Regions from separate parts of the Mus musculus genome. Here all the other regions are linked to region 3. Evidence: chromatin contacts called from public HiChIP or PLAC-seq and promoter capture Hi-C data. All regions are on one chromosome and are shown on one strand. Each heading gives the region's core, a stretch centred on a gene start, on an enhancer-like site or on the middle of the called end of the contact. The rest is flanking DNA. Distances are from core to core; before and after follow the strand shown. Region 1 has its middle 19 kb from the start of Wnt8b. Region 2 overlaps Gm35406 (a long non-coding RNA gene). Region 3 holds the start of Pkd2l1 (polycystic kidney disease 2-like 1).

Region 1 (2,751 bases), core at 206-2,705, 280 kb after region 3:
AGCCAGACACAAAAAGTTCAAATACAGTGTTCTCGGAAACTATTAAGTTAATCTTTTATAGGATGGAATCATATTGACTCAAGGATAACATTTCCAACATATAAAAATAACCAGCGTTTGGGCCAGCCAGATGCTCAGTGGGTGGTCGCACTCGCTATTTATGACCAGTGACCTGAATTTGACCCTCAGGTCACACACAATGGAAGGAGAGAACCAACTCCCACATTATCCTCTGATCTCTACGTATGTGCCATGCCTATTACACTGCCCACACACACACTCACAGAGTAAATAAAGTAATTTAATAATAACTTTAAAGGATAACTCATGTTTGAAGAGAAGGAAATGTTTACTATCCCGATTGATTATTATACATTGTATGCATTGAACTGCCATAAATTACCAGTTGTGCTGTATAAAGATATACAAATACTATGCAGCATTGAAGTGTCTTTAATTAATTAAAAAAAACCCAACCAAGTAGTTGAGTAGACATTTATATATTCTCTATTATATAGTCATTCTGGGTGTATTGATTTCGCTGAGTCACTAATCGTGCCATTGATAAGAGTGTGTCCAGGAGCAACCATCAGAAATGTAAAATGGGAGAGGAAAGAATTTTACCAGGTGGGGACCAATTAAAACATGTGTAATTAAACCAGATGTGGTGGTGCTTGCCTTTAATTCCAGCAGAGGTAGGTGTGTCTCAGAGTTCAAGGCTAGCCTGGTCTACATAGTAAGTCCCTGGGACCGCCAGAGCTACATTAAGGAGGGAGAGGGGGAGAGGAGAGAAACCTTACTGGAGCTGGAGAGATGGCCCAATGGTTAAGTGTATTACTGCTCTTGAAGACGAATGGTGTTCCGTTCCCACACTCATAAGCAGCTACAACTGTAACTCTAGTCCCAGGGTATGTGAGCATTCTGGCTTCTGTGGGCACATGCATGCACTTGGTACTCATAAGCAAATGTGTCTTCACACACATACAAATCAATAAAGGCAATAATAAGCCTTAGACAAATACCCTCAACAACAACAAAACAACAAAACCAGTACTATTGTGACCCAACACTGTCCTACCAACACAAACCTACCTGTCACAGTGTTGAAATATCACTAAAAGAGAAGCCTAATGTGTCAAGTAATGTCTGACCCATGTACATATTAAAAAAGAATTCTCTCGAAGAAGTGTCTGTCAGACTTGTATTTAGAAAGCCACCCAGAACACCAACCATGACAGTCAATTAAGTTCAACTTCAAGACAAGGCTAGCTCCCGCCTCAGCACTTAGTCTCTTCCAGTTTATTCTAGTTTCACAACGTGGATGACTGAGGTTTCAGACACAGATCTCCAACCCCATGTCCTTTCCATGGAGTTCTCCTCAGGCACCCATGACCTCCAGACAGTCCCTACGTAGACATGTAGGGACGTGCTGCCCCCTGCAGGACACGTGGGCACCTGCAGCCTCTGGATCTACTAAAGTGCCATCCTGCGACGTGCTTGGCGCTGTAGTGTTTGTTCCTTTCCACTGTGCGGCGCTGCTGTTCCGAGTGTTACTGTCCTCCCTGCAAGGGGCAGGAAAACTTCATGACTGCAGGAACCAGGCATAAAAAGGCATAAACAGGGAGGTAGGAAAAGGGGGAGATCACAGAAAGAAGCTGGCAGGCTATTTATGTCCACTGGCTTTCCTTAGAATCCTCCTCATCTGGTCCTTTCCATGAGGAAAGCCACCCCAACTCTCAACACCCCTTTCTTGGGATGCTTCCAAAAGTTCCCAAACCTGGCTTCCAACACAATCGCCAAGGGAAATCTCTTACAGACTTCCAGATTGCTTCCCAGGAAAGTCTGACTCCTAAATGTGGGGAGACATTCGGTCACCATTCCCTCAGATCTCACCAGATGTTGTTGTTGTGTGGTTTACAAAGAAATAAGAGAGCAGAGGCAATCTTAAGGGGCTTGGCCCTTGTGGGACTCCGTGAACTCCCTTTTCTTAGTTCAGTAACAATGAACAGAATTCTGCTGTATGCTCTAGGGATCTGCATGCCCAGGGCAGCCTGCTCAGTTTCCTGAAGCCCATTTAGTGAGTGGCCCTGTGACCCACCTTGTCATGGATTCCAAGAACCAAGCTGCAGTGTCCCCTTTCTTCAGTGTACTGAGAGCGTCCTAGGGAGGGAAACAGGACAGGACCTGGCTGTCCTCAGCATCAGTCAGATCTGGGTTTGTGTCCTGAATTAACATTTTCCTCGCTGTGGGATGATTTAAAATGTCTCCTAATGTTTCCTGTTCCTGACAGCAAACGGAGACAGTCACCTGCCTGCCTCCGAGGCTGCTGTAAGCCTTAAATGTGATCCTGGTCTCTACTGAGCACCCAGGCTGCCCATGGTGTCTAGCAAGTGTCAGCTCTTCCCAGCAGTGAGAACAGCCTTACTGCTATCTCTTCAATGCTGCTCTCTTCAATGCCCTCCACTCCCGTGAACCCACAATGCGCATGGGGTTTTATGCCCTGTTCTGAAGACAGCTGCTTGGCCTCAGCACCAACATCCCATGAAGAAAAGAAAGCCAAGAAGTGTCCGACCTCTGGAGACTCAAGGCTCTTGGACAAGCGCACAGGGTCACTAGGCACTTTTCCATAGCAGGACTTAAGCCAAATGGTCTGCACTTGTTCCTGTAATATACGGGAAAACTCACAACTATGGCCTTCTTCCCTCCAGCCTGCAGTTGCTAACAGAACAGCCCAATGTTACCACACAATTC
Region 2 (2,771 bases), core at 233-2,732, 270 kb after region 3:
GCTTCAGACATGCCAATTTCTCGTTTCCAAAACTCTATCCATGTTATTCCGTGTTCACCTAGCCATTCCCTGCAGGTCTGCTTTAGCGATGGGGTAATGGGGTAGGAGGCAATTTGGGCCATGGAAGCTGCTGACTTATTCCCGTAGATTCTCCAGTGCAGAGTGAGCCTTCTTCTCTTGAACAGCGAGTTGAGCTTTGTAACATATACAGTAAGATTGGAAAACTGCATTGAGGCTGAAGTTTTTTAAAGTGAAGCTATCTTATAGCTGGGTGGTGGTGGTACACTCCTTTATCTCAGCGCTTGGGAGACAGAGGGGAGGCAGAGGCAGGCAGATCTCTGAGTTCAAGGCCAGCTTGGTCTATAGAGCAAGTTCCAGAACAACCAGGGCTACACAGAGAAAACCATGTTTTCGAAAAAGAAACAACTGAACAAACAAAAAAGTTAAGCTTACAGAAGTGGCTCAGCTGTTCTTTGATTTGGGGGATGCTGTTGAGAGTGTCTGTAGAGATCTTCATTATACCCAGGGGTGGCTGCTGAGCTGCTATCCTGCGGCACATCATCAAAGTTCAGCTCCTAGCCCATTCGAGAGCAGGGCCATGGCTTCTGCCCCAGGGTTTTATGGGATGCACTCTTAACTCCAGGTCTGCACAGAGCAGGCTTGTGTTCCCATAGCAGGTATACACACCACCTGTCCTCATCTGTAAGGACAAGATCCGAAAGCTATGGCAACCGCCATGGAAACCTCTCTGGATTGGCTTGTCCATGTCCCGTATAATGCCCCCATCCCTCCCACGTTCAAGGCTAGCATGGGACAGACACAAAGGCGTGCCAGAGTCTGTCGTCCCCTGGATCAACGCAGGTGTGCAGGCTGGGCTTGGAATCAATATCTGTTGCCAGGTGGGTACACAGAGCCCCTCAGGGTGATGCTCCTTCCCTGAGGAGGAGCCAGGCCAGCATTTGCATCCCTGCAAGGATGCTCTGACCTCCTCCCTGGGGAAGTTTCACTTGCATCCAGCATAGGGCCACCCTGTGGAGCAGGAAGCAGAGATTCTCATGGATCCCTGTGCTTAGCTGTTACAGTGTTTCTCTCTCCAGAGTTCACAGGGCGGCTCCTTTACAACTGTGCACTTAGTTTCCAGGAGAGCCAGAGGGACCCTGCAGGAGCTGCCTTTTCTCTCTCAGGATGAGGAGCAGAGTTGAAGGTGAGGCAGACACTTCCCTCAGCCCCTGACTGAGAGGGAGAAAGTGAAGCTGCTCAGGACACTGGAATGCCAAGGGTGAGGGCCCCTGCAGCTGGTGCAGGCTCTGAGACTCCCTGGGGACAGGGTGGGGGTGGGGTAGGGGTGGGGCAGAACTGCAGCTGGAGCTGCTGAGGGAGCCTCGCCCCAGCCCTTGCTCAGTTCCTGTGAGACCTGGGCTTCTGTCAGAGCTCTTTGTTCTCACTTCTCTCTGTTCTCCTGCTGGCCCTGTCACCCCTGGCCCTGTCACCCTCCCTTGCTCTGTGTAACCACTGAGGTGTCCCTTCAAGATCTTAGCCTCAGGTGTCTAGAGTGTCTCTTTCTCACCAGTCTGGTATCATGAGTCACTTAGTATTGGTTAATCCTCTTTCTATGTCTGTGAAAGTCTTGCTTTCCAATCTCTTGCATGCAGCCAAAGAAAACAGCTTTTTTTTTTTTTTTTTTTTTTTTTGGAAAACCCTGTGTTTGTAACCCCCGTGTGACCACAAGTGACATATGTTCAAGTTAAGACCAAGTGTCCAATGAGATCTTGGCCAGACTGGGCTGTGACAGAATTTCAACAGGGACCGGTAACAGTGAAGTCCTTCCCATGTTCATCTGAACACCCATACTCCCAAACTCTCATAGTACTTTCAGAACTTAAAGGACTCTTCTGGTGACGACTGTTCCTCAGTCACCTTGGTCATGACAATCGTCTTTAAAATTGAGTCAGTCTTGGCCACAGCCAAAAGTTCCTGGGCTGCTTCCTTGTCATTGCAGTGCCCAGGAGTTCTATGAGGACAGAGATGGGTCCGTGGTGGGTGCCCTGTGTGACCTAGCCTTCTCTCTGCATAGTGAGAAGCTTCCTTGCTGTTTCTCATGACTAAAACATGTTCGCATGACAGTGTGTACTTTGCCTTCTTCATTCAGCCCATGCCGAGAGTCAAGGCTGCAAGATCAAAGATCAGAGGGTTGTCCACTCAGCCTGGTTACCAATGACAAAGAAAGCGCTCAGAGAAACCTCTGGACTTGTGAAAGGACACAGACCCCCTTAGAAACAAGGTGACCTGACCGCAGAGGCCCCAGCTCCGGGTATATCAATCTGCTTCCTTCGTATAAATCATGCCTTCTTTATTTACCCAGGATGGAAGAAATGTCCATTTACCAGTTTTGTTTCATTTTGGTTTGGTTTTCCTGTACCTTCCTGGCTTAGAGGGAAGGAGGAAGACAAAACAAGATAGAGGAAATGGAGGGACAGACAGACTCAGGGTGGCTTCATATTCACCTTTCAAAAAAATACCAACTTTGGCCAACTAGGCAGAGCCAAGGTTTGGTAAGTTGAATTCAACACCTTGGTTTCTGTAGCTCGAGGTGAGCCAAGGGGACGATCACGCACAAGAACCATGAGGCCCAATCCGCACAGAGTTGAGGTGGTGACATGCCCATTCCGAAGTATGGAAGGGACTGGTGGCCCTCGAATCAGGTCAGGCCATCTCCAGTCACGACGTCTGGCTCAGAAGTAGAAGCTTGGCAGAAGCTAGCTGTTCCCAGA
Region 3 (2,919 bases), core at 355-2,854:
AATACGCACAGCATAGGTCCCCTCACCTACAGGCCGAGTAGCATCTGTGTGCTCCAGCTTGCTCACAGCCTACACTGTGGTATTGCTACATCTCTGAACCTGGACATCAAAGCTCCCCAGATAGTGTCCCACACTATTGAACCCCAAACCCTCTTCTCAGAAACTCTCCGAAGCCTGAATCATTTTCTTTCTGGCCCTAAGAAACACGGATCATGTGTTACACAGTAACCAATCACACAAAACCCACTAAATAAAAGAGGGGACCCTCTACCCTTTACAAAGGGTTCAACATTTCCACCGGTCAACACAATACGGTGGCTGCTGGCTCAGTAGTAGGCACTTGGATGTGAAAATCAGGTTACCTAGTAATCTCAGACGAATCTCCTTTTATTAACAATATTTCCACCCACTGGGATTCCTCCATTGAACTCAGTGTGAGAAGCCATAGGAGTTGCTTATTGGTATTTACACAAAATTCCCAGGATCCGCTTGCCTAACACAGATGAATACTGCCTGGGAGGTACAGACATTTTACACACTCGTGCCTCTTACAGGCAGATGGTCACAGGCAGCGGCTACTCACACAGACAGATGTCCACGAGGAACACTATGTATACCACAAGCTCCCTCAGGGTGGTCTTGACATAAAGCTCCCTGTTCTCGGCTGTGTTCTCAGTCAGCGTTGTCCCCCACAGTCCTACGGGCGTAGAAAGAAGCTCTGAGTCCCCAACAGCACATCATTTTAGTTATCCAGCCCTCCCTGTCCCTACCCCATCTCCACTGGTCCTTCCTCACCCATCCTGTAACCCCCGGGACCTGACACCCACACCCCTGCCTCCCTGCCTGCCTGCCTGCCCTCCTACAAAGTCTCTGTGAGAGACAGGGTGAGGTTACTGGGTCAGAGTGAGGCTGTGAACAGGGCAGGCATCTGTTTCAGGTGGGGTGGTCTAGAGCCTCCTCACTTCAGTGTTCCATGAACCACGCTCTCCCACAACTCCTGGATTCCAAGGTAATGACTGTGCTAAGTGAGCTTTCTGGCAGACCAGGAGCCAGGCGTCTGTCCTGGGGCAAGCAATCCTAACACCAGCTAATCAAAGACACCAAGGTTTCTTCTTTGGGTCACTTTTGTCCCCCTCTCAAACCTAAGGTCGTCCCTTCTCTGACTCTAACTCTCCAGGAAAACCTCTCCTTGTGCCCCGTACCTCTGATGCTCCGACAGATATGGAGACAGCAGCTGGACACCAGGGTTCTCTGTGTCTTCTCCTGGCATCTGACTTCTGGCTTTTTGGGTTGAGTCTCAGGGAGAGCCACACTGGAGACAGTGCAGATCCTCAGCGTCCTGTTCGGGGAAGGAGGGTCGCTGTAGGCAGGATTGTCCCAGGCTCTGTTCCCCAGGGTTTGTAGCTCCTGATTCTTGGGGCTTTCCATACTATTCATGGGGACAGGAGGTAGAAACCTGCCACCACAGGTGCCCACTCTCACAGGAGACACAGGGACAAAGACCCAGACTGACACTGGTAGCAGAGAGCCCAGGCAGTATTGTCTAAGAGCAGCTGATCCTTTCAACCTCGGCCTCCTGTCTGGGTGGGGGAGCTGAGCTCACATAGGAGAGGGAGCAGGAAGGATGCAGATGGTCATCAATCCTTCAATGAGCTCTCTCTCTCTCTTTTCTCTCTCTCTCTCTCTCTCTCTCTCTCTCTCTCTCTCTCTCTGACACAAAAGGAATGGAACTATAAGGGGAACTGGAATTGAGAAAAGAAAGGGGTGTGAGGATGTTATGCAGACAGACTAGAAGGATGGGGGAGGGGAGCAGGGGGGTGTGCTAGGGCCAGATAGAACCCGGAGTAGGATGTTCAAATCTCCAACTGTTGAGTTGGTCAAAGGGCAGGGACAACGGGGGAGGAGGGAGGGAGCAGTAGAGAAGCTAGGAGAAGAAAGGGTTGCAGAGCTCTGTGGTGGGTGTGAGCTGATACCACTTAAAAAAAAAAAAGGCTTAAAGGGACTACCATGGATTAGGGTGAGGACCAAGCCCAGGGATGTGTTCCTTGACAGCTCTATCAGTAGTCTCCCAGGCCCTTCAGTGTGCCTCCTTCAGCTGTCCCCTGGTGACTGGAGAAGGAGGCTCCCAGTGTGCCCTTCCCTTAGAGGTCAGTGAAAGACACAGGTGAAGGCAATCAGGCTGTCAGATCTTAAGAGATAGGGTCTCTGCTGGTGACAAGAAAAGGAATGCAGAGTTCCAGGCTGGCTTTCTTTCCCTGACGTTTGGCTTCATGGCTTAATGGTGACACACACCCTTAGAGATGGACCTCTTGAGCATGTGGGGCTGGGTAGGGAAGGCATAACTCGGGGCCTAGGGCAAGGGTGAGGTGACATCTGTCTGTACCAGATGATCTGGTCAATCTTTTCCTGGGACGTGACTTAGCACTAGAACTGTAAGCTTCAGCATAAACTGAGTCCGAGAGCTCTTGGGACCAGCAGCATCCCGTCTTGCTCGCTTTCCTGAATGGAGACTTGGCGTGGACCTCTGGTCACAGTACTGCTTGTGCCCAGCTCTGGCCTTTGCTCATTTGCCCAGGTTTCCCTGTAAGCAAGAGCTGTGGCCCAGAATAGTGCTCCTGCTGAAATGTTGGTAGTTGTTCATCCAAGGTGCTGCAGGGGACTCTTCTAACCAAGGATCTTTGCCTACAGTTACTTTAGCCACATTGGCTTCAAGTCTGCCTTCAAGTTCAGCAAAGCATAGCAGCCTGGAGGAGATCTCCAGCCTCAAGTACTCCCAGAGGAAGAACTTAACCTGGTTTAAGCTCCACCCCCTGATTAAGCCATGTTTCCTAAATCCTAAGACAGGGAAGAAAGGTCATGCTCCCTGAACCTGTGACATGAATTTCTTGGCCAAGGCCAGGACACTGGAAAGGATTGACT

The links. Promoter capture Hi-C pulls out the DNA fragments that hold promoters and counts their contacts. HiChIP or PLAC-seq counts read pairs in DNA pulled down with a chosen protein or histone mark.
Region 1: a contact with region 3 is called in an SMC1A HiChIP or PLAC-seq map of large pre-B cells, with 7 times the contacts expected there. The contact joins the enhancer-like site here to the promoter of Pkd2l1 in region 3. A contact is called at or near these places in 16 of 39 promoter capture datasets (the 3T3-L1 cell line, the C10 cell line, the HPC-7 cell line and 10 more), 5 of 15 datasets of contacts at CTCF or cohesin (the NIH/3T3 cell line, embryonic stem cells, large pre-B cells and 2 more), 8 of 484 Hi-C or Micro-C datasets (the C10 cell line, the G1E-ER4 cell line, cerebral cortex and 3 more) and 2 of 9 other capture datasets (liver and pancreatic islet).
Region 2: a promoter capture Hi-C map of 3T3-L1-derived adipocytes shows a contact between it and region 3, with 2.3 times the contacts expected there. The contact joins the enhancer-like site here to the promoter of Pkd2l1 in region 3. A contact is called at or near these places in 18 of 39 promoter capture datasets (the 3T3-L1 cell line, 3T3-L1-derived adipocytes, the C10 cell line and 13 more), 1 of 15 datasets of contacts at CTCF or cohesin (large pre-B cells), 2 of 484 Hi-C or Micro-C datasets (embryonic stem cells and liver), 2 of 115 datasets of contacts at active chromatin or transcription factors (T-cell acute lymphoblastic leukemia and large pre-B cells) and 4 of 9 other capture datasets (embryonic stem cells, liver, macrophages and 1 more).

The regions. Positions count from the first base shown.
Region 1 is chr19:44,472,881-44,475,631 of GRCm38.p6, forward strand. No RefSeq gene overlaps it. Among named protein-coding and RNA genes, the nearest start is that of Wnt8b, 19 kb to the right of the region's middle. Within about 2 kb of position 1,456, at least 25 of the 459 cell types and tissues checked have an H3K27ac peak or open chromatin away from gene starts, as enhancers often do.
Region 2 is chr19:44,456,164-44,458,934 of GRCm38.p6, forward strand. It overlaps Gm35406 (a long non-coding RNA gene), which reads left to right. Exons shown (of 3, transcript XR_386738.2): 2 at 1,098-1,204; 3 at 2,150-2,320. Among named protein-coding and RNA genes, the nearest start is that of Gm35406, 3.9 kb to the left of the region's middle. Within about 2 kb of position 1,483, at least 59 of the 459 cell types and tissues checked have an H3K27ac peak or open chromatin away from gene starts, as enhancers often do. A contact at or near this core is called in 3T3-L1-derived adipocytes, T-cell acute lymphoblastic leukemia and liver, where this site is marked.
Region 3 is chr19:44,190,838-44,193,756 of GRCm38.p6, forward strand. Pkd2l1 (polycystic kidney disease 2-like 1) reads right to left here and starts at 1,605. Exons shown (of 15, transcript NM_181422.3): 1 at 1,203-1,605; 2 at 584-697. The coding sequence starts at 1,437.